4 separate regions of the Mus musculus genome follow, and all the other regions are linked to region 4. Evidence: chromatin contacts called from public HiChIP or PLAC-seq and Micro-C data. All regions are on one chromosome and are shown on one strand. The core of a region is the stretch at or near the end of the contact, and the rest is flanking DNA. Distances in the headings are between cores, read along the strand shown. Region 1 overlaps Tmem131 (transmembrane protein 131). Region 2 has its middle 42 kb from the start of Vwa3b. Region 3 overlaps Tmem131 (transmembrane protein 131). Region 4 overlaps Vwa3b (von Willebrand factor A domain containing 3B).

Region 1 (6,203 bases), core at 207-2,706, 230 kb after region 4:
ATGTCTACATAAGTGCCTTTTCTTTTTGTAAATGTTTTTTTCTTCCCCTATCTTTCCCTGTTCCCCCCTTCTGTAGCAAGAATTTGTAATCCTCCCCTTCAGCCTCCAGAGTGTCGGGAATTACAGGTGTGTTATACTATTACACCTGGTCTAAGCTTGTTTGGAATAATTTCAAACGTTAGAAGTGTATGGGGAGGAGCATGCTGGGCAAGTAGATGACCACAGTTGGCAGTTCCCTTAGCGGCTTTGTTTGCGCCTCACTTCCCTCACCACACATGCAGGCAGTATTGACAGATTGTATGGGCTGTGGGCTTGGTGAGCTGTGCCTTGCCAGCATGAGACTATAAGTCACTCACTCCCCAGCACTCATGTAAGAAAGCCAGGCACAGTGACACACGCTTGTGATCCCAGCACCAGAGAGGCAGAGGCAGATCTGGAGCTCATTGCCAACCTGGCTTATTTGGTGGGCTCCAGGCCAACGAGAGAACCTGTCTCAACAACAAACACCCAAGGTGCATGTCTCCCGAGGCACACCATCTGAGGCTGGCCTCTGGCTTGCATGTACATGCAGACAAACCCATACAAAAAGAATTTTTACACATAAAAGAGCTGTTAAGTATGAAGTTCTGGGATATACATTATCTTACCCCATGCTTATATAGTATTGAAATGCAATTAAGGTAGATTTTATAGAAAAGATTTAGAAAACAGAACAAAACCTGGTGCTGTCCTTTTGTTGTTGACTTAAAATTTTGAGAGGCTTGCGCTGCCACTCAGTGGTAAAGAGCTTGCCTAACAGGGGCATGGTCTTTAGTTTGAAACTCACCACCAAACAATGTCATCCCACCCACCCTCTCTCGAGATCAAACAGAACTTCCTTACACATACTTGTAATCCCAGCACTTGAGAGGTTGAGGCCCGAAGATCATGATTTCAAGGCCAGCTTAATCTACAAGATGAGCTCTTTCTTAAAACAAAAAAGCAAAACAAGCAAACAAAAACAAAACCCCAAGGGCCAGTGATGTAGTCCAAAGGCAAAGCGAGCTGGATTCGCTCTACCTCTTGGGTTCTGGTCGCCTGCTCCCAGAGAGCCACTTCCTTGATGAAAAGTTGCTGCAGTGTGTATGCCCGGGCAGGTGCAGTGTGTATGCCCGGGCAGGTGCAGTGTGTATGCCCGGGCAGGCTGTGCTTACAGGGGTTTGCTTTCTGACCTTGGCTTTTTTCAGGGTTCATATATTCTCTTTTTACTCATGGTCTTGTTTTAAAATGGAGAGCAGTACAAGGGGGTGGGAGTCGTGGGTGGAGTGTGTGTGTGTGTGTGTGTGTGTGTGTGTGTGTGCGCGCGCGCGCGCGTGTGCCTGTATTGTTTTGAGACAGGGTCTGTAGGCCTGGGTGGACTAGAACTCATCCTCACCATGTAGAGCAGGCTGGCTTCTCTACCCATTCCTCTGCCGAGATTACCAGTGTCTGGCACTGTGCCCCATGACTGTGTTGTCAAGGCTCTCATTTGTACCAGTGGGAGGATCCCCTCCAGCCCTGAGCTCACACTGTTTCTTCTGGTTCTTCTGCATCCTTCAGCACTTGTGATGTTCTCAGCTTCAGCCTCTGGTCCTCTTGCTGTTGTGGCTTCCAGGGCTCTGCTGCACAGCCAAGCTTGTGTAAACTGCAAAACTAAACTTTTATTTCCTTAAAAGACAATGATTATTTGTGTTTCTTAAAAATGAAATGGTCAGAAGATTTAAAGTTCTGGAAGGCCTATGATGTCATGTTGGAGTTACAGCAGGTGATGGGCATCAACAAAAGCTCTGTACTGCCTGAGGGCCTCCTGCTCACCACCTCTGTTCTCAGGCCTGGCCTCATAGGGCTCTGCAGGGTCTAGGGAGACATAGGAATACGCTCGCAGCCATCCTCGGTCAGGGGAGCTGTGTGCTTTGAGAATTATTCCCAGGGTCCGTTTGGAGCCAGCTCTCTGCAGGTAACAGGGATGTGTGTGCGGAGGAACAGCAGCCAGGCTCTCTCTCTGCCTCCTTTTTAGGCTTGTTGCTGTGTCGCAGTGTTTTACACCAGCAAAACAAGGCTCAGTCTTTAGTAAAAATGTCAGAAACTTTTCCCTAATAGTTATTTGCCCTACAGGATGAAATCGGTTTAGATTAAAAGCAAACCTGAAACACCTTGATCTCTCTGACCAATGTTCCTAGGGTCCAAACTTTCTATAGATAGACAGCTCTGTGTCAGATCAAAGCTGTCCAGGTGGAGCCTCACAGGGACTCAGCGTACAGGTCACGTAGACAGCTCTTTGGAAGTGAACCTTTGAAGGCCTGCCAGGCCTTCCTGCCTCCCTGGTGACTGCCAGGCTGGTTCCCACTGTGGAGGTGACTGGTGATAGAGTTGCCACAAAGCCAGAGAGAAGAGAATGGGAGAGGAGCCAGGTAAATGCCACCAGTTCCGCTGGGTATTTTTGGTGTCTTTTAGAATGTGAGCCAGCACTCTTTCAATTGTTGGTCGCTTTTTGTGAAAGAAAGGCTTTCCAGAGCTCTTCAATGATACCATTTTCATACTCGCATCAAACCTTTTGAAAGTCAAAAAATACTGTCAAGTTAGTCTGTGTGTACAGAAAGCTGTCCTGAGATTTTCATAGGATCTAATGAAAAGATTGGACATATTTACATTTCTCAGCCAATGAGTATGGCATGTTTGCCCATTTAGACCTTTTATTTGTTTGTTTTGTTTTGTTTTGTTTTGTTTTGTTTTTTCGAGACAGGGTTTCTCTGTGTAGCCCTGGCTGTCCTGGAACTCACTCTGTAGACCAGAAATCCACCTGCCTCTGCCTCCCAAGTGCTGGGATTAAAGGTGTGCGCCACCACTCCAGGCAGTCCATTTAGACTTTTTAAAAGTATTTTTCCATCGGAAAATATTTTCTAAACTTGTTTGGTTTCTTGCATGTAGATAGTGCCCTTCAGTTTCTTTCAGCCCCTGTCGTCATTGCTCTCGTCCACCCCTTGCAGGTCCCGCCAAACTCTTTCCTCCTAGCAAGGCCGTTGTCTCCCACTCCCCGCCCGCCATGCCCATGCCCACGTGCACCATATCTTGTTGCTTTGTGGCCCACCAAGTAGAGTTAGGGCTACTTTCAAGATGGGTGGTGAGCTATTACTGGAGCAGGGCAGCTTGCCAGTAGCTGCATCACTAATTATGGAGGCTTTGGTTTCCTTTGTCATCTTTTTGTAGATTTTAGTATATGTGTGCTATACAGCACCTAAGTATTTCATTAAATTTGGATAATTTCTCACATATTTATGTTAATATATAGAAATATGATTCTATTTGGGGGTTGAGTTTGTATTTGCAAATTTGCGAAACTTACTTATTCTAAGTAATTCACTTTTTCTTTTTTTATCCCTCTTTGTTATTACAAACACAATTATCTAGTCTGCAAATGGAGACAGTTTTATTTCTTTGGGGAAAAAAGTTGTTTTAGTCTTCTTGTGTGCAGGGTTTCTGGTAGTATGTTGAACAAAGTGCCGTCGAGAGCCTGTGCTGCACAAGCCCCAGAGAGTGCACTGAAGCCTTGCTCAGGGCCGCCTGAAGGCGAGCTTGGGGCAGTCTCACCTCCCCACCTTGCAGACAGTTCTGCTGGGAATGAGCACAGGGTTGTTCAGGACTCTTTCAGTTCTTCTGACGATCGAGAGTTACATGTTAGGATGGTTGAGTTCTAAGTTTTGAGACAGTTTGTATACCTGAACAAAAGCCTTGGTTATTGCATGGAATCTATCTGTCTACATTGCTAGATTCAGTTTGTTAATATTTTGCTGAATAATATGTTGTATACATTAAAATTAATTTGTTCTATAGATTGTTAAGTAACATTTAATTTTACACTTGTAAGTATTTTAAGATACATAGTCTGGTAACATTAGTGTTACATAGACAGTTGCTAGGAAACCATCAGTATCTACTTCTAAAAGTTTCATCACCCCTGAGACTAAATAAGACTAAATATTTGTTAAGCAATTAACTTACCCCCACCACCCAGTTTCTAGTACTTTTATATCCATTAATTTGCCTGCTTTAGATACTTCATGTAAGTGGAATTAGAATATTTGAACTTGTGTATCTGGCTTATGTCCTGTACGTAATGTTTTCTGACCCATATTTCCTGTTTCTATGTTTGTGTTTTTGTTGGTCCATTCATTTTTGGTGGACACTTTGACTATTCCTGCTTGCTTGGTGACTTTGGGTCTTCTGTTAGTCCCTTCCTTAGCAGGCAAGGAGCCTACTCACCTCACAGGTCTGAAGCTGCTGTTGTGGGTGGTGGGATCCGTGATTTTCAAAGCCACTCGAGTGCCACACGGTGCCGCTTCTGCCCCTGCTGATTCAGCTCCTGGCAGGGTCAGGGAGGTGTAACAGCCTAAGTTTCTGTGTGCTGGTGATTCTCCTGGTTAGGGTGCTAAAAGTAGTGGTTTTCAGGAATTCATTTTATATATTCTAAATTAACTTTATTGATTTTCAAATGTTAACTAAATACTTTAAGGTCAAGTGAAAATTAAATTATGACATTTAACAGCTATAAAGCTATTCTGTAACACATTTTGGTTTGGGCATGTTCTTGCTGTGTAGCCAGCGCAGGTCTCATATCCATGATTTTTCTGTCTCATCCTTCATAGTGTGTGATTGCAGGGGTTCACTGGAAACGTCTATTTATTTAAGTTTTAGATGTATTAAATCCTGTACATACTCATTATATAGGATTACATATTGCATTTTAGTAAACAATATAGAGAATCGCCTTTCTTTAAGAAGATGGCAATGCTGAGGGTTTTGATGTGGATTTCATACCCTAGCTATGTGCATATGTAACAGTTCAATCTCGTGCAACAATTGATGGGTGGGCCCGCAGGGAAGTGAGCGGTCAGCACTCACACTGGGACCCTGATCCCAGTGCTTATGGATGAACTTTACGGTAGCACAGGTAACCCAGGCTCACAGATAGTCACTGTGCTACAAACCCAACACAGTAGACCATGTCTGTAATCCTGACACTCAGGAGGCAGAATCAGGAGAATAGCAAATTTAAGGCCCGTGTGGGCTACTTATAGAATGATAGTCAAACCTTGTCCCAAGAGTAGGGGGTTAGGAAGATAGCTCAGTCAGTGAGAACTTGCCACACATGAGAACCTCAGTTCAGTCTCCAGAACCTGTGTGGAAAAGCTGGAGTGTGGTGGCATGCACTGTGTCCCGATTAGGGTTTTTATTGCTGTGTTGAAATACCAAAAGCAAGCTGGGGAGGAAAGGTTTCTTCTACCTTGTAGTCCATTATTGAAAGAAGTCAGAACAGGAACTAGAGCAGGGGCAGGGCACACACACAATTTACACAAATTGAATTTGTACTTTAAAAATTGTTTTTATTATTGTTGTGTGTGCATGTGCATATGTACATGGGGAATGCACACATGTCAGAGCACACACGTGAAGGTCAGAGGACAACTTTGTGGAGTTACTTCTTATCCTACCTGTATGAGGGAACTAGGAATCAAACTCAGGTTGCTAATATTGATCCTGAGATTTGCTGGAGAAAAAACAATTCCACATTTTTGGATCAAGCTTTATTACACATTTTTGAAGTAAGCTTTATTAAATATTAAATACTGACCAAGAGATGGACTTTGGTCAGGACAACTCCCTGGAACTTTGTGCTGAGTGCCCTCAAGACATGTGTTGCAGGGGTTTATAAAGAGAAACCCATAGGCCACCATACTTTTCCATGAGGCTTTTGTTATTTTCCCAGAACTTCAATTTCCAGCATCTCAAGCAAGAGGTTACCTGGTCCTTGGGTGATGGGGCTTGCAAGTTAATTTTGGGTACTAGATTCCCCCCTTGTGTCTTGGGTCAAATCCTTGGCTCTGTGATGTGTGCTCATTTATTTTGGATCTAGTGACCGTCAGCTTAACAGTACCCAGTAGGGATTAGCATTTAGCTATTGTGTCAGTGAGGTAAGAGTCACTGTAATTAGCAAAAGCAAGAGGGCCAACGACCCTGCGATGGCTGACATCAGAGCTACTGTCTAGAAAGAGCCTGGAATGGGTGGAACACCAGTCATGTGTCTCGGTCTCCTTTTTATAGTGTTAATTGGCTACAGCCATATTATAATCCTGAAGGTTTGTACAAAAACAACAGGTTTTTTAAAATTATTTATTTCATGTGTATGA
Region 2 (5,638 bases), core at 1,016-3,515, 140 kb after region 4:
TACAGCTGCCATACCTGGCCCTCTATCCCCAAACTCTCTTCCCTATACAATCCAGACATTTCAATTACCCATGCTTTTTTTTTTTAACCCTTTTGCCCCCTTGGCCGCTGTACCTGGTTCCCTGTCTCCCACTCCTTGGCTCTCCTCACTTGCTTCAGGGTCGGGCTCACTCTGAAATGTCCCAGATGTCCCTATCCCTGGCTTTGTTATCTATAATAAACTTTCTCCTTTGCCACACCTAGAACCAAGTCATGCCCTTTGCTTTTTTTTTAAATTTTAATAACACAGTTATTTTTATTGAAAAACAAATTATGCAATACATTCTGGTCATGTTTTCCATCCCCAACTCCTCCCAGATCCTCCCCTCTCCCTCTCTACCCAACTTCATGTTTTTTCTCTCTCCTAAAGAAAGAAAGAAAGAAAGAAAGAAAGAAACACACACACACACACACACACACAAAGAAAATCAAAACAAACCAGCCAAAGACTGATAAAGAAAAAAAAAAAAAAGCAAAATGAAACAAAAAGCGCTCCAAGTACCATTGAGTTCATTTTCTGTGAGCCAACTATTCCTTGCAATAATAAAAATATTTTTAAAAAATGTAAATCATGCATGTTGCAGCTTAGTCCTCAATGAAATGATGTTGGGAGCCAGTTGTTAAGCTTCAAACCTGGGACAGTTGGCTGAAGTGTCTACTTTACACGGCAAAGCAGAGCTGGTTCTCCCAGCATCCCTCAGTCCCTACCTGTTACAGGATACAGCTGGCATACCCCGTCCTCTACCCTGAACTGTACAGCCTAGCGGCCGTGCTGCCTTCCCCCAGAGGCTCTTCCCTATATAATCCAGGCATTTTTGGTTACTCTCCCCTTTCCTTTCTGCACTGTTCACACCTTTGACCTCCTGGCTGTGGTACTTGGTTACTTCCCCCTACTCCCCACCCCTACCCATTGGTTCAGGGTCATAACCACTCTGGACTCTCCCAGACGTGACTGTCTCTGGCTTTGCTCTCCTGGCAATCCCACCCACATCTATAATAAACTTCTCCTCCACCATGCGTAGGAACAGTCATGTCCTTCCCTTTTTATTTCTTTTCTTCACTCACGGATGACTGTAAGAGACCACGGGGTGCTGTTTTCCTCCCTAGCTGGGCTATTTGGTATTTGATTCCCACTATGGTTTGACTTCTCGATGGTGACAAAGGTGGCTTAAAGGACCGAATGAGTTAAGTCTCTGGGGAGTGTGATTGCTCTCTTGGGACTCAATTAGTCACAGTGAGAGTGGCTTGTTACCCAGTGACTTTGCCTTGCTCCTCTGGCCCTCTTGCGTGTTTGCCATGCGATCTCTCCCACAAGCATCTTCCTCTTCTACATGCTGCACTCAGCCCTCTGGCATGAGCTTTTTCTATGTAAGGGGAGACCAGCCAGTGTGGCTGTGACTTAGAGAGTGGACAAACAGATGGACTAAGCAATACTGGAGTTTAAGCCCTGAAGCTGTGTGTGGACTAACCCTCTTTATTTCAGGTGTTTTGTTATAACGACACAAATAAAGACATTGTTTTCACTTATTTTGAAAAAGTCAGCCCCTGCAAAACTTGATGCTTCTCTTTGTTTCCTTTCCAGTTAGTTACAAGGACAAGAAGCCATTTAGAGGAGAAAGGTTCATTTGGTTTACAATTCCAGATCACGGTCCATCACAACAGGAAAGCCAAAGCAGCTGACACAATTAACCACATCCAAGTCAAGACAGAGACTAAATGCAAGAATTCTTCCCCTCAAAGGGTTCTCTCCTCTTTATTCAGTCTAAGGCCCAGTCCTGGAAATGGTTCTTGTGGTTCTTTCGTACCTCAGTTACCTCAATTAAGAAAATTCCTCACAGACATGTCCATAAGCCAAGCTAATCTAGACAGTCCCCCCCTGTGAGTCCCTCTCAGAAGACCCCCGACTGTGTCAAGGCAACATGTAAAGCTATCTCTCTACTCCACCATAGCTCTCCAGCCTGCTGTAGCCCAGCCAAAATGGCCTTATAGTGGTTTTTGTTTGTTTACATTTTTGCCTTGTGGAGGCATATGAAATGTATGACCTTTTTCAGCCACCAGGCAGAGGAACAGGCTGTGTTGTGTCATCATGGCCTCCACATAGGCCAGCTTTGCCATCCGCAGAGACAGCATCTGATAATCCTCACTTTAATTGCAGTGCGAGCATTGGTAGCACCAGAAAAGTCCGGACTCTCCGCCCACATTCAGTTCCCTACTTAGGACTTAACAAGCAGCCACCAGAAAGTGAAGCTCCCAGGGTATGCAAAGCATTTCTGGGCACTTCTGGTTTTGAAACTGTGATTTGAAGAGGGCGGTTTCCCTTTTATCTGAGAAATCACCCCAAAGCAAGAAGGAGACTGAGAACAGGAACAGGACTCTGTCTTCAAAGAAATGAAAAGTTATCTGTAACCCCAAATCGAAACAGAAGAGGAAGGGCATCCCTTGGGGAATAAAAGTCAGGGCAGCCTCTGGAGAAACAAGAGAGAGTGGCCAGGCTCCAGACATGATCAGCAAGGACAAAAGAAGGAGAATTCCTCACAACAAAGACACACTCTGAGTTACAAAACCAAGGAGTCCATTGCGAACGGAAGAACGGAAGAACGAGCAAGCTCAAGATTCCCGAGTCCTAACAATAGGAAAGGCGGGGCTGAGAGAAAAAGGGCCCAGACAACGTCGGTCTTCACAGTGACATGAAGGCAAGATGTGGGGGAGCCAGCCTGGCCTCTGTGAAACCCTGTCTCAACAGGGTTGGTCCTCAGCACCCACATGACAGCTCACAACCTCCTGTAACTCTGTCTTCAGAGGGTCCTATGCCCTCTTTGGGCCTTTGCCACTGTACACACATACACGGTGCAGACATACAGGATCAAAATACCCATACACATCAAATAAAAATAACTTAAAAAGAAGAGGAGGAAAACGACACATTAGTCAGTTGTCAATCCTGGCACTACAGGGTAATATCAGGATCCAGTGAGTGAGAAAACAGCTCCTACATCCTCCCCCCAACTGAAGAGAGAAGAGGGGAGTTGTTTGTTATGCATGTTGAGGCGTATGTATCTATTCATAAGAAAAGGCTAAGACGTCAGGACTTCGAGAATGTTCCAGGCGGAGGAATCACATACAAAAGTGATAGATTATTTCTCCATCAGCAGAATGAGCCAATTCAAGCCAGATCAGATTATATTAAAGGCAGGTTTATTGGGAAGCTGCTTTCAGACGAGTTCACTGGCCCCAAAGACAAGGGCTAGGAAGTAACGGGGGGGGGGGGGGGGGCGGGAAAGAGAGAGAGGAAGACCAAAATGTCTGGCTTATATAGGGAAGAGCCTGGGGGGATTGAGGGGGACTGGAAAGTTCAGGGTTGGAGTCAAGGTGTGCCAGGTAAGGACTGTGGGATGCTGGGAGAACCTGGAGGCCAGGTCAGCTTTGATATGTAAAACATGTGCTTCCGTCCCTTGGGGGGTCGGGGGTCTGAAACCAAACAAAAAGGATCTGGGCGGAAGAATCAGGTCTATCAATCGCTTTGCTGAGGAGCACTCACTTTCAACTTGACACACAAATGACTTTCTTTGTTTCAGGGTTAAATCTCATTAGCATTGCCACAATAGGGCTATGCTAAGGAGACTTAGTAACAATCACTAGAGCCTCTCCGGTGTATTGCCTAGTGGTGCACAGCAGGACTGTGCAAGCCCGGAGGATCCTGTAACAGGAAGAGACTGAGGGATGCTGGGTCTTTATCTGTGTTGTTTGTTTCTAGCGTTCTATTGGAAGCTGCTCATTCGGTGCTAGAAATGTAGAGAGTGGCGCCAAGAAGCTGAACGGTTACCTTTAGTTCATTCAACGGCAGCATGTGCTAGCAGTTCTGGAACCTTCCTTAGATAGGCTAACTGCCTGTTTGCTGCGGTGGCTTTCTCAAAGTTCCTCCTATCTGCCACCATGAATGTTGTTGAATAATCCCCAGGACAAAGTTCCGAATTAGATGCCAGTGAGCATAAAGAGTGAAGGTGGCCAGGGCCCTGCCACCAAGGAGTCCTCAGCCTAGAGAGGACTGACAGGAAGCCACAGGGCCACATGGTGAGTCCAGGATCCTGTGACTTCTCGGACTCAGCTTCTCAAAGGCAGAAGTAAAGTTTGAGGGATGATGATGGAGGGCCACTTGGAGGAGATGTCACAGAGACACTGAGGCTCTGAAACTTACAGCCCCCCCCCATGCTGCTATGTAATTAACCCACCAAACCATGACAAAGAATTAGCACTTATTTAATTTGGCCTGTACTTCATTTTATTCCTCAAAGATCTGAGAAAGTTTACAAGAACATGCAGCAGGATAGGAATGAAGCGTGATAGGATAAAGATGGTGTCGAGAACCTAAAGAGACCTTGGGACATTTTTTTATCTTCCTGAGCCGTCACACACAGTGAGAGGGAAGAGCCCCTGCCTCTTGTGAGGAGGGACTCAGAGCACCAGAAGCAGCAGCAGTGGGGAACTGGGCAAAATTGGTTAGCTTTGACGATGTCTCTATGCTATGGCCCTGTCTCACCTGGAACTCAGAATCCTCTTGCTTCTGCCTGCTGGGTCCTGGGATTACAGATGCAAGCCACTATGCCCAGGCCAGGAGATCTTCTTGAATGAAAAAAAAAGAAAGGAAGGAAGGAAGGAAGGAAGGAAGGAAGGAAGAGAAGGGAAGGGATGAGAAGGAAAGAAGAGAGGAGAGGAGAAAGTTTCTTGGAGATAAAAGGGAGAACACAGCCAGAGTCAGACATCTGGGAGAGTCTGCAGTCATCAGGACCCTGAGCGTGTGAGGAAGGAGGAGGGAGCTGGGCTGAGCAACAGGAGGACCAGGTGCAGCAGCCAGAAAGCCCAAGGTACAAAACGGGGGAGGGTAGCCAAAATTTCTGGATTATAGAGGGAAGGGAAGCCAGACTTTTAGGCTGGAGAGCTCATGGTGGGGGACAGGCTATGCAAGCCAGGAGGATCCCATAATGAGTAAGAGACCGGCGAGCAGGGAGAATGAGGCTGTGGGTCTGCTTTGATATGTTGAATAGGCACCTCAGCTGTTTTTCCGGGTGTGAAACCTAGCGTGTTCATAATGGCATCTTACCAAGCTGTTATTCTAAGACAGAGGCAGCCGAGGAAGGCAAGCACTGCAGTACCCTTCCAGTTCTATAAGCACAGGACATATCACACACACACACCCCAAACCCAGCTGTAGGTAAGTTATGTGCCCCTCCCTGAACATGAGCAGAAGGTATGTTCATTCCCAATACCCGGGTACACTCTGCAGATATTGTCAATTTACAATAGGTTTATTGGCTGGAACCTAATACAACTGGTCCTTATAAAAAGAGACTTCCACATGGTTGGATTCACAAAGAAGAGGCAGAGTGAAGATGGAGGACAGAAGAGACATTTTCACAGATCAAGAAGCACCCCCACTCCTCACTGATAGGTTATTTCTCCACTGCCACCAATGAGACAATTCAAGCCAGATTAGAAGGCAGGTTTATTGGGAAAGCTGCTCTCAGGCACGTGAGTTCATTGGCCCCAAGGAACGAGGTCGCCAAGGGGGGAGGGGTGGGTGTACTTAGTGAGAGGAGAAGAGA
Region 3 (5,867 bases), core at 2,851-5,350, 210 kb after region 4:
ATACTGTTACATCCAATACACTGTTCATCTATAGAAATACTGTTTTGTTGTGGTTTTTCTGTATTTGATTTCTCTTGTATCTACTTCTTTTTCCAGGCTAGGGCTCAGCCCAGGCCCTTGGCATGATAGGAAACACTTACGCAGAGCTACAATCCCAGCCTCGGTTTTCTACTTTAAAAATTGGTTTTTGGACAGAAGGCTGAGTCCAGGGTCTTGCATGTACTATTTCAACTTTCCACTTTGAGATGGTGTTTCAGTGAGTTCCCAACTGACCTTGCACTTACAGTGTTGCACACCTCGGTCAGTTCTCAGTGAGCTGTGGCTCACTGCTCTTGTATGTTTTCCTGTGTGCTGGGTAGCCTTGGGCTGAGTGCTGAGAGTGGGGGAGGCCTACATTGGTAGGTACTGTTATGGCATCTTTTATTCTCCTATAGTGACTGTCATCTCCAAGGCTCACTGCCTCCATCTGCTGACCTAGGCCTAGTCCTGGAAGCTTCTCGTCTCCATACAATCTTATCCAGGCCTAGAATGTCAGCCTCTGAAACTTATTGCTGAATAAGCTCACCCTTTCTAGTTCTTTCTGAGCTCTGGCTGGTTGGTTCAACTCAGCCGTTCTGGCCCAAACTCCTCTCCAAGCTGACTGATTGAATCTGACTTTTCTCTGCCACTCCTGAATGGCTCTGCTTGACCTCAAACTAACTTTGGCAATCTGTTCTACTGGCTCCTTCTCATTTTCTGGCTCATTCTGTCTTCACCTGTGTCTAGCTTGTTCTTTCTCTTCAACCTGTCTCTGTACCACTGTCCCAGTAAAAACTCTTCTCTGTCTCTGCACTGTTCTCTTTAGTAGCTTCCCTTTCTTCTCTCTTATCATGACAGTTGGGCATATCTTCTTCTGTCAAATCTTTCTCTGATTTGTCACTTTGCCATTCAGTTAGACATCACTTTCAAACATGGCTGCTTCCTTCTCCAAACTAACTTTACCTTCATTGTCTTGGATTAAAGATGTGTGCTAAGTAAGGCTGAGCTGCACCACAATTGGAAAGAGGTTTTTGTTTGTGTGTTTGTTTTAGTAAATAACACAATCTTGGGGTTCACAGTGCAATCAGATATCTTGCAACAAGATGCTGGTATCTTTATTCCTTGTAACTGTTTTGAGCTACGGTGGAAGATGCAGGAAAGTGACTTGGAAATGTCACTCCATTGAGGTCTTGCTTGTTCTTGTTCTTCTGTGCTTGCTTGTTTCTGGTGATGTTGGCCTTGGATAAGCAGGCTCTGGCCCTTTGAGCTGCTTCCCCGGTTCCTTGAGGTCTGCAGCTGGGCGCCTCAGGTTTGGATTGTTCTCTAGCAACAAGGCATGACTTCTTGGTCTACCCTCCAGTTTTCTGTGAGTCATAGGGCTTAGTTATTGTTCTTTAGTTTCATGGGTTGGAATAGATGGTCTTCCTGACTCATGTGAACGCCAGACAAGGTGGCACGAGTCTTCTTTATCAGTTACTTCCCCAGCCTTAGGTACCTCAGGTACATATGTGATCAGCATTTTGCTGAGAGCCCAGTGGAGAACCCCACCCTCTACCCCTTTAGAGAACATTTGTTACTTTTTCACATTTATTTTTATTATTTCTAAGGGGTGTGTGTGTGTGTGTGTGTGTGTGTGTACACATGGGTGCCCTCAGAAGCCAGAGGTGTCAATTCCCTTGGAGCTGGAGTTAGAGATTGTTATGAGTCACCATGTGGGTGTCAGGAATCATCAAACTGTGGTCTTCTGCAAGAGCAGCCAGTGCTCTTAACCACTGAACCACCTCTTTCCCCATTCCTGAGGCTCCCTGCCACAGCTCCCTGCCCTGGTTTTTTTCTCAGGAGTCCTCACTGCCTGCTGTCTGCAGTCTCAGCTTCTTCTCAGCTTAGACTTGGAGAATTCACTGAGTTCTAGTAGTTTCTCCTGCCACATTGTGGCCAGCAACACAAGGTGAGCGAACTCCACCTCATGCTGTTTCTTGCTTCCAGTTTTCAAGGTCTTGAGCCCACCCAGACAGGTCAGATGCATCTTAAAAGCATCTGAGTAGAATCTTGGTTTCTACTGCACCAGTGGTTGCCGCTCCTCACATGATCTACCACATTCACAGGGTATTGAGATAATGGCGGAACCTGCCAGGGAAGCCTGTAGACATTATCATGTTCTCTACAGATGGACAGCTTGGAGCACCTATGTCCTCTGCCTCAGACATTTTCCTCTATAGAATAAAGAAGTATGATTTTTATAGAGAATTTTCTTACTCTGCATACATGAAACCGTATTAGAAACAGCAAGGCTGTAAACCTGCTTTTCAGTATGATGATTTTGTATAGATTTTCCTCTGTAAATATAAGTTAGGGTTCTTTATGTAGCTTTCACTGTCCTGGAACTCACTGTGTAGACCAGGCTGGCCTCCAACTCAGAGATAACACCTGTTGCTGCTGCTGCCTCCCAAGTGCTGGGATCAAAGGCGTGTACCACCACCCCTGGCTGGACGTATTTATTTAACCAGGTGTAACTCTCATTTTTATGTTGAGATTTTTCTCAGGGTTTTGTGTTTGTTAATTTCTACAAATTTTTCAAGCTTATGAAAAAAGACTACCACAAATACAGTTTCAGGAACTATGTCAGCTGACTTTTTCCTCTTAGAAATCATATAAAGGTTGCTTCCGCTTATCACACTGACTTATTTGTTGCTTTTGCTTGTTTATCAAACAGAGCAAGTGCTTATGTGCCTGGGCCGTTTCCTCGCAGGCCTTCAGCAGTGTGCCACAGGCCAGCGGTTATAGACTCTGTAGCAGGTGTTGGGATTGTAGGTCACACAGGCTCCTCTTCGAAGGCTCTGTACACTCTCTATGGACAAGATGATTTATGTGCATTTCTAAACAGTTAGGTTCTCACAGCTGCTTCCACCGATGGCATTGTCACGTGTCATTTCACATAGTTGCTGCTGCAGCGATCTCTGGGCTCAGTGTTTGACCTCTGTCTTCAAATGTTTATATCGCAGCTGATAAAACTCTTAAGGCAGACCTCACAGTGCATGGGGAGTCAGTGATGTCAGTCAGTCATTCTCTGTCCTCTTGTCTTTCCCCCATCAGCTGCATTACAAACTTGCCGCATCAGAGAGGGCTTGAGAGGGCTTTGATGCGGGTCAGTGAGCTGGAGGGTGGCGGTGGCGGTGGTGCTGGGGCTGGGGCTGGTTTGGAAGTGCGCAGGTGTTGGTGGCACCTGCTGCTGCTTTACTTTCTTGTGCTTTGCTACTGCACGTCCAGGGTGAAAATGAGCCACAGGCCCAGAAGGGCAGACTTTTGGAAGCTGGTCAAAATGCTTGATGATGCTTTGTCTTTGTGGCAGAACTCAGTCTGAGTTGTCATCCTCTCTGCTGGCCCTAGCCCTGGGACCCAGTCAGCAAGCACGTGTCCTTTTATTTCACCCGGCTGGTTTCTGCCTAAATTCATTGTCTGCTGAATAGGTCAGAGGTTCTCAGATGAATGCTCTTATATATTAGTTTGTCATTTACTAACCATGTAGTTCCCTGCATGGAAATTCCAAATGTGGGCTTTCCTTGACTGAAATGGACGTGCCTATGCTTCTTGTATTCTCAGGCACTTTGTCTAGGTTGAGGAATGTTAGTGTCCGGTAACTTTTTACGTAGAGACATTCTGCCCTTTGTTCTGTCTTCACTATACTCTTAACTTTGGCTTGCATCTCTACTTACATCTTTTTACCCTTTTTTACTCAGTCAAGCTGCATAATGTTATTGCATAATTCATCGGTACCTTTATTCTTATTGAACAGTCACAGGCAGAGTGGAGCTAAGGATGGACCCCAGTGAATCGGTAGGCATTGCTTTAAGGTGGTATTTTATTTGAATAGTGTATGCCAACTTTTCATTCCATTCCCTTGCATAGTGTTCCAGTAGGAAAGCAAGTTTCCTAGTGTATCCCCTGGAGGACGAGTCTCTTGCTTTCTACTTTTAGCTTACAGCAGCACTTTTCCTGGCAACATTTCAGTTCTGGCCATAGCTGCACTAGGATAGTCATTCCCAGTCCACAGGAGGAGAGGTGGACCACACCAGCCGCCCGGGATCTTGGATTGCAGAGGTGACTGGCCTGGAGGCAGATGCCCCGACCCCTGCAGAGCTCCACCCCAGACAGGGTGTTTCCAAAGGTGCTGAGCAGAATTTAGAGCAGTGACTAATTTGCATTATATGATAACATCTGGTAGGTAGCTCTGGAATCAAAGAAGGGAAAATATGAGCCAGCTACATTGGGGAGTGTGAACTTGGAGCATTCTCTTCCTGCTTCTGGTCCTGAAGTATCTTGAAGATACACACATTAGGTTGTTTTCCTGTGAGCAGACTGTCTATAGAGAAGGATGGAACAGTCTTCACCAGGTGGGTGTGGAGATAGATTCTGACTCACTGCAGGACTGCACTCAGACTCAATGGCAGCCTATCAAGAGGCGTGCCAGCCCAGAGATAAGCATTGGAGATAGCAGAGAAGGCTTGAAAGGCTCAGTAATGAGGATCTGTAAAGGAAATGGTTTTGAAAACATAAGATAGGCATTTAAGTGTCTGCCTTAAGAGAAGGGGGAGGTAACCGGCTAGCAGAAGCCAGGAAACAGGACCCAAACAAAGGCAGCCTGGCCTAGTGCCTGGGAGGACCTGGTGCTAGAACAGCAGTGTTTGTTTATCCAGGCACACACTGCTGCTCCTCTCAAGGGGCTGGCTCGAAGTCCAAGTTCTGGGTGACCTCAGTGCCTGTAGCATTGGAGATAAAAGCTTAACCTAGATATACCCAGTAGTTACAAATTGTTCCTTAGTGAGTGAATTTATCAGCTAACTAACATAAATGTTGCCATATCCTCTTTATTGTAATGGGAGTTCCTTAGAAAACTGGTTTGAGTGGAGAGCTGTAGATGGCCTGTAGTCCTTGATAACAGTAGCCAGGACGCTTGCTCTGGCCAGTATCTGTCTGCAGCATATGGGACAGGTGGAGGCTGTTGAGAGTTCCCCTTGCCTCCTGCACTTCCTGTAAGCCAGCACTGCTTGACTGGTTGTGAAGATTTCTGTTTGTATCTAGGCAGCTCCTCTGAGGGTGGGACTTAACTCTCAGAGGCCCCATTGCAGTGAGATAGAGGGCCTGCTAGTTTATCTGTGGTACACATGGCCCATGGCAAGGGCTCAGTAATTCTGCTTAACCACAAGTGGGACTGGCTCATGTCCCACTCATGTTCACCTCAGAACTTTTCGCTGCTATCTTAAAGTCTTAATATACTAAATATACTTAATATTAAAATGCCACCTGAATTTTCAATTGACTTTTTTACATTTACTTTGTGTGTATATGGCACATGTGTGAAGGTCAGAGGACAACTTGTGGGACTTGGTTCTTTCCACTGTGTGAGCTCTGGGACTAGAACTCAGTAGTTAGGCTTAGCAGTGAGTGCCTTTACCAGATATTTCATCCCACTGGACCTTTTAAATATATTCTATTTGATTATATACAGATTCTGTGAGCCCCTATCTAGTAGTTACATCTCATTTTTTGTCTTGATTTTTTTTTTCTTTTTTTTCTTTTTAAAGACATGGCCTCAGGTAGCTCAGCATGGCCTGTGTAGTCAGAGATGACTCTGAACTGCTGCCCTCTTTGCCTCTATCTCCTAAGTGCTGGGATTACAGATGTGTAACACCATACCCTGTTTATTTGGTGCTGGGACGGAATGGAGGGCCTCATGCATACTAATTAGACAACACTGTACCAGCTGAATTGTTTCCACCCCTTTTACATCTCTCTATTCAGGCTCCAGCCAGGTTAGACTGGACCCTGGTAAGTTTATTCATGAAGTTTTA
Region 4 (5,833 bases), core at 1,113-3,612:
GTAGGGCCTGGAAGAGTTCAAAGGAAATAATAGAGGATGTGTACATGCGTGAAATTGTCAAAGAATAAATAAAAATAACAATAGTGGATGGGAGAGAGGGCTCAGCACTTAAGAGCACTGGCTGCTCTTCCAAAGGAACAATCGTCTGTGATCCGGTTCCAAGGGATCCGGTGCCCTCTTCTGTCCTCCAAGAGTACCAGGCATGCATGTGGTCCACAGACACACATGCAGGCAAAATGTTCATACACATAAAATAAACGATAGAACAAAAAAACATTAAAAATAAGTGTACCGATATAGTGCGTTATGTGTTGACTTTCAAATGTTAAACTAGCGTTGTGTGCATCTCTGCACTAAATCCAACATGGCCAGGGTGTGTCACATGTTTTATATACTTGTTTTGGTTTGTTAAATTTGGTTTTCAACTTTTGCATATTTGTAGCTGAGGAATATCAGCCATCTTAGAGGCTTACAGGACGATGGGGAAGTACTCCCTCTTCTCTGAGTTTTACAAGAACCTATCCACCAAGATCATCTTTCTCCCCATCTCAGAGGCCACACCCAGGTCCTTGCACTTGAACTGATATTAATTACTCCTCTCTACAGTTCAGCAGTGAAGCCATGTGGGGCGGGGTCACCTTGAGGGAAACCATTTAACTGTGAACTCCATTGCTTTGATAGATGCAGAGCTCCCTATACTTTATATGAATCCAAGCTTTCATTCTCTGAAATGCATGCCCGCTACACCAAGGACCAGGTCTTACAGCAATTAAACATTGGCTTTGATGGAAACCACCGGACTGCTTTCCAATGTGGCTTGTATTTTATCCTCCAGCCAACAATGTGTTAGTGACCCTGTTTCTCCCCAACCTGCCAGCATGTAGTTTTCTCCGCCATTCTGACAGACATGGAGTGACATGTGCTGTAGCTTAGGTAGTATTCCTCTAAGGCTGGTAGCATCTGGCCTTCTGGGCTGTGCTGGTGGCATCTGGCCTCTTGGCCTGTGCTGGTGGGATCCAGCCTCCTGGGCTGTGCTGGTGGCATCTGGCCTTCTAGCCTGTGCTGGTGGGATCTGGCCTCCTGGCCTGTGCTGGTGGGATCTGGCCTCCTGGCCTGTGTTGGTGGGATCTGGCCTCCTGGCCTGTGCTGGTGGGATCTGGCCTCCTGGCCTGTGCTGGTGGGATCTGGCCTCCTGGCCTGTGCTGGTGGCATCTGGCCTCCTGGCCTGGCTTCTTTCCCACTTCTGTTGGGCCTCCTCAGTGGAATGTCTGATGTGTTTCCCAGGTTTTCTAGATGGACACTTTTTGTTTGTTTTTATAGCCCTGGGGTTTGAACCCTGGGTACTCTACATGCTAGGCCACTACTCTACCACCAACTTATATATCCCAGCCCCACTTTAAGTTTATGACAGGGTCTCATTAAAGTTCCCAGGCTAGCTATTCTAGTTTACTTTCTGTTACTGTGATAATACATTAGAAAGTACATAATATAAAATAAGCCAGGGTTTATTTCATTGTATTTCATCCTCTGAGTAGCTGACAGGGAAACAAATATTATATAATTTGTTATAATTTATATATTGGAGCCTGTGATTTACTTTGCGCATGCGTGCTCTCTGTGTGTGAAGATCAGCACTTAGACTGGGGTTTTGCCTGAGGACTGTCAGTTGTTCCAATTATTTGTTGAAAAGGTGGTCTTTCCCTCTTGGAATTGTTTTGAACCTCTGTCTAAAAGTCGGCAGGTTTGCTGTGCATGGGAACTCCTGCAACTGTTCCAACAGGGTCTGCAGCTCTTTCCCCACCAGGTTGTTGTCATTAGTATAGGGTGATCTCAGAGCACAGTCCCCTGAGGTCCTTTTGTCTGGTTCGGTTCTCAGAGGGTAGTCTCCTCAGACCAAGAGTTGTTCATATCTCTGATTTGTCCTGATAACAGTTCTAGGTCTCTACATACAAGAAGGAGAATGACGGCCGGGCAGTGGTGGCGCATGCCTTTAATCCCAGCACTTGGGAGGCAGAGACAGGCAGATTTCTGAGTTCGAGGCCAGCCTGGTCTACGGAGTGAGTTCCAGGACAGTCAAGGCTATACAGAGAAACCCTGTCTCGAAAAACCAAAAAAAAAAAAAAAAAAAAAAAACGGAGGAGAATGAGCAGTAAGCACGGTTTCCTACAGAAGAGCTCCCTGAGTTGATGACCCACAAATGTTGCATGTTCTGTCCTTGGGTTTTCAATTGTTCTTTGAAGCTGCAATGCCTGGTTAAGGGGGTGTGTAATATTCACTTCCTCACCTGCCTTTACAAGGAAGCCAAGCTGCCCTAAGGGAAGGTGACCTTCCTCAGCCTACCCCAGAGTAAGGGGTGTGGCTTTTAGAATAATAAACAGCTGGAAGCTGGAGCTGAGGCAGGAAGTACTGCAGGACTTCCAGGCAGGCAGAGATGCTGAGGGAAACAGGAGGAAGAAGAATGGAGGCTCGGCTGGAGTTGAGCAGAGCTGGAGTCCGGCTCTGAGGAACCATGTGGAGAGATGAAATGGCGGAGAATTGGACACTAGCTGAGAGACTGAGTCAGCAAAAAAAATAAATAAATAAAAATTAAAATCCCAATGCCTTTAAACTATACAGATGTCTCCACGCCTTAACTGAACCTCAAGCAGGAGCCTTAAAAACCTGGCAAACATTGAAATCACATCCTCAGGCCAGGGCTAGAGGGTCAGGGAATACTTTCAGTTACTCTGTCCCCTTTCCCCATCAGTGTGAATTATTTTATCAGATGGTCACATAGTTGCATTCCTTGAGAAGTTAAGAGGTAGCTAGTTAAAGGCCAGTATACGTGTGGTCTGGAGACATGGCCCAGTGGTTAAAGAGCGCTGGCTGTTCTTGCAAAGGACCCAGGTTCTATTCTTGCTTTGTTTTGTTTGTTGTTTTTGTTTTTGTTTTTGTTTTTGTTTCAAGACAGGGTTTCTCTGTGTAGCCCTGGCTGTCCTGGAACTCACTTTGTAGACCAGGCTGGCCTCGAACTTAGAAATCTGCCTGCCTCTGCCTTGCACCAGGGTCTATTCTTAACAGCCCTGTGGTGCTAACCATCTGTAACTCCAAGGCATTTGAGGCACTCTTCTGACCCCCATAGGCACAAGCATATTGCACGTAGACATACACGCAAACAAACACCTACACACAAAAGCAACAACTGAGGAGGAGGTGGAAGAGGAAAATGAAGAAGATCACAACAAAACTTACTAAGATCCTTGGGCCATTAGCCATGATAGGAGTTCCTGGCTTGTACCTGTGACCTTGATCCAGGCTCACATTGTCACAAGTTCTGAGATCCTCAGGCCACATTTGGACCAACCTTGGGGCATCATTACTGCACCAGCTGCTTTGCTTAGTTTTGTGTATGGCTGCAGTTCTCCCAGCTCAGGAGCTGATCTTTGAGACTCGTAACACTCTAATGAATGAATGCACGAACGAATGAATGAATGAGTGAACCATTTCCTCAGTGTGCCAAGTTCCCACCTGAGTATCCTGAATGGGATCCTTGCAGCCAAAGTTATAAGCTCGGAACTCGCCTCCGGTCAAGGCAGCAAGCTCCTTCAAGAACTCGTTCGCAACCTCATCGTTGTAACTGAAGGAGATGGCACAGATGGGGATGTTCTGAAAGAGTTTGACGTGGTCCATCACCATTTCTGGTGGCTGAAAAGATAACAAGGAGAATTTGAAGCCCTCTTCTGGCCCCCATACGTATCAGGCATGCATGTGGCAAACAGACATACATGCAGACAAACACCTATGCACAAAAGCAGTAATACAACATGTTTTTGGAAAGGGTAAAAGAGAAAGACAAATGATATAGTGTAAAAAAATAAATTCTTAGTATTTTCCACAGGTGGTCAAATTCTGAGATAGGAGTTGCTCACACAGTGTGTGATGTTTTTGTCAATATGTTAGTTCAATCCAATAAGCAAACTGCCTACCAAGGAGCATGGAGCCCCAAAGGCCACGCACAGTCTTCTCCCACTGAAGTCCCACATTGTGGTAGGAAAAAGGTTTGACAAGCAGAATCACCTCAACTTTAAGTGCATCTCAGCATAGAGGTCATGCAGTTGGGCTGTGGTCTGGGCTTGGGTGGAGAGCCATAGGAAGAATATCCTGGCTACTAGGATCCCATGTGTGGGTACCTGGCTTCCCAATTTGGCTTCCAAACATCTCTAACAAAAGAACAATTTCAGCTTTTGCCAAGTTGTAGTCCATTTGCTTTTGAGAGATAGAGGGAGAGGTTAAATGTTCTTTTGAGAACTGGGTATTTTATTTAGGGCCTATGTGGTACTTTGAATGAAAATGGTCCCTCAAGGCTCATAGGGAGTGGCAACTATTTGAAAGGATTCGGACCTGTGGCCTTGTTGGAATATGTTGGACCTTGTTGACAGAAGTGTATCACAGGGGATGGACATTGGGGTTTCATAAGCTCCGTCCAGGCCCAGTGTCTCTCTCTCTCTTCCTGCTACCGTAGGAACTTCGTTTTATAAGAGTTGCTATGATCGTGGTGTCTATTTTACAGTGACAAAACCCTGCCTAAAATGGCCGAAATTCCTGGTTACTCCTTAGAACCATCAGTTCAGCCTTTCAAGAATCATGGGAGGTCGCTGCCTGTCCACCCCTCTTGTCCTTTTTAACTATGAAGTCATGGCTTTCTTCTCATGACAATGATATCAGCTTAAAAAAAAAAAAAAAAGAGACAAGGATCATCAATGGTAACACAGTACAATTTACCTTTCAGTTAGGAATGACCAAACCATCCCAGTTCTGACTAACCTAGAAGTTTTCAAGGAGCGATTTCCTTTCTCAATAAAAAAGACACAACAAAAGAGTCTAATGTCCTTCTCCATTCTTGCAAAATGGATCTTTCTTTTGGAGCAGCTGCAGCCACGCTGTGACTATGTGGAAGAGAAATACATTCTAAGATGGCAGTGGTGGCGCATGCCTCTAATCCCAGCACCTGGGAGGCAGAGGCAGGCGGATTTCTGAGTTCAAGGCCAGCCTGGTCTACAGAGTGAGTTCCAGGACAGCCAGGCTACACAGAGAAACCCTGACTCGAAAAACAAACAAACAAACAAACAAACAAAAAGACAAGAGGAAGCCCGCCTTCTGGGACACATGTGTGGGCGGTTGTATAGCCAGAAGAGCTACAGCTGGATTTCCCACCCCTGCAAACGTCGCTCTTTACCATCTGACATTTGCCTGCTGTTCTGCCTTTCCTCAGCCATTCCCTCCAAGTGACAATGTAGCTAGCACCTCCACTTAACAGTGGAGTAACTGGTCTGTACAGTTAGGTTGGCCGACGTCACCAGTTTCTCTGGTGGTAACACTGGGGTACACACACACTGCAATCCTAGAGGCGTTACCAAGTGGTGTGCTTCCCTGGTATATGAAGAAGATTGCCTCTTGGTGAGGATCAAGTCATAGTACCATTGTTGACCTCCCAGAGAGGACTCTGCCATCTTCTCCTCAACCACAGCCCAACCAGTGTTTTCTGAAACTGTCACTGTTTGTCCCAGTGTTCTCAATGTTAGGAGTTCCCCTTCCATCATCCATCTTGCTGGCTCCTTCAAACAGTTCCATCCTCTACCTGTGGTTCCTGACCTTTGACCTTTAATCTTGTGTCGCATGACTTTCCTCGACACCCTGGAGAAGTCTCGAATGAGAGGGACTCTGCTCACAGCTAGCTACCCTTCCCCGGGGAGGGTGCCGTTTAAATGGTCCCCCAGAGACTGAGCTCATGGATGCCGTCACCCAGACCTATTCTCGCTCTCTACTGATGCTAGCCCTGAGTCTGTACCTACTC

What was found. A called contact is a pair of places that touch in the nucleus more often than the background predicts. HiChIP or PLAC-seq counts read pairs in DNA pulled down with a chosen protein or histone mark.
Region 1: a contact with region 4 is called in an H3K27ac HiChIP or PLAC-seq map of embryonic stem cells, with 8 read pairs. The contact joins two enhancer-like sites. A contact is called at or near these places in 1 of 15 datasets of contacts at CTCF or cohesin (pro-B cells), 14 of 484 Hi-C or Micro-C datasets (B cells, CD4 T cells, CD8 T cells and 9 more), 6 of 115 datasets of contacts at active chromatin or transcription factors (astrocytes and embryonic stem cells) and 4 of 9 other capture datasets (adipose tissue, embryonic stem cells, liver and 1 more).
Region 2: an H3K27ac HiChIP or PLAC-seq map of embryonic stem cells shows a contact between it and region 4, with 20 read pairs. The contact joins two enhancer-like sites. A contact is called at or near these places in 1 of 39 promoter capture datasets (stem cell-derived epiblast-like cells), 6 of 484 Hi-C or Micro-C datasets (embryonic stem cells, nephron progenitors and reprogramming fibroblasts), 5 of 115 datasets of contacts at active chromatin or transcription factors (astrocytes and embryonic stem cells) and 1 of 9 other capture datasets (pancreatic islet).
Region 3: a Micro-C map of trophoblast stem cells shows a contact between it and region 4, with 6 times the contacts expected there. The contact joins two enhancer-like sites. A contact is called at or near these places in 5 of 39 promoter capture datasets (the 3T3-L1 cell line, 3T3-L1-derived adipocytes, frontonasal cranial neural crest and 2 more), 10 of 484 Hi-C or Micro-C datasets (Sertoli cells, cerebral cortex, cortical neurons and 5 more), 12 of 115 datasets of contacts at active chromatin or transcription factors (bone marrow-derived macrophages, craniofacial prominence, embryonic forebrain and 4 more) and 3 of 9 other capture datasets (adipose tissue, embryonic stem cells and liver).

What each region holds. Positions count from the first base shown.
Region 1 is chr1:36,898,849-36,905,051 of GRCm38.p6, reverse strand. The region is part of intron 1 of Tmem131 (transmembrane protein 131); the gene reads left to right. Among named protein-coding and RNA genes, the nearest start is that of Tmem131, 38 kb to the left of the region's middle. Within about 2 kb of position 1,456, at least 54 of the 459 cell types and tissues checked have an H3K27ac peak or open chromatin away from gene starts, as enhancers often do. A contact at or near this core is called in embryonic stem cells, where this site is marked.
Region 2 is chr1:36,984,003-36,989,640 of GRCm38.p6, reverse strand. No RefSeq gene overlaps it. Among named protein-coding and RNA genes, the nearest start is that of Vwa3b, 42 kb to the left of the region's middle. Within about 2 kb of position 2,265, at least 51 of the 459 cell types and tissues checked have an H3K27ac peak or open chromatin away from gene starts, as enhancers often do. A contact at or near this core is called in embryonic stem cells, where this site is marked.
Region 3 is chr1:36,919,119-36,924,985 of GRCm38.p6, reverse strand. The region is part of intron 1 of Tmem131 (transmembrane protein 131); the gene reads left to right. Among named protein-coding and RNA genes, the nearest start is that of Tmem131, 17 kb to the left of the region's middle. Within about 2 kb of position 4,100, at least 201 of the 459 cell types and tissues checked have an H3K27ac peak or open chromatin away from gene starts, as enhancers often do. A contact at or near this core is called in trophoblast stem cells, where this site is marked.
Region 4 is chr1:37,126,735-37,132,567 of GRCm38.p6, reverse strand. It overlaps Vwa3b (von Willebrand factor A domain containing 3B), which reads right to left. Exons shown (of 28, transcript NM_001370828.1): 14 at 3,508-3,684. It overlaps Gm37020 (a long non-coding RNA gene), which reads left to right. Exons shown (of 4, transcript XR_865351.2): 4 at 1-295. Among named protein-coding and RNA genes, the nearest start is that of Gm37020, 20 kb to the left of the region's middle. Within about 2 kb of position 2,362, at least 11 of the 459 cell types and tissues checked have an H3K27ac peak or open chromatin away from gene starts, as enhancers often do. A contact at or near this core is called in embryonic stem cells and trophoblast stem cells, where this site is marked.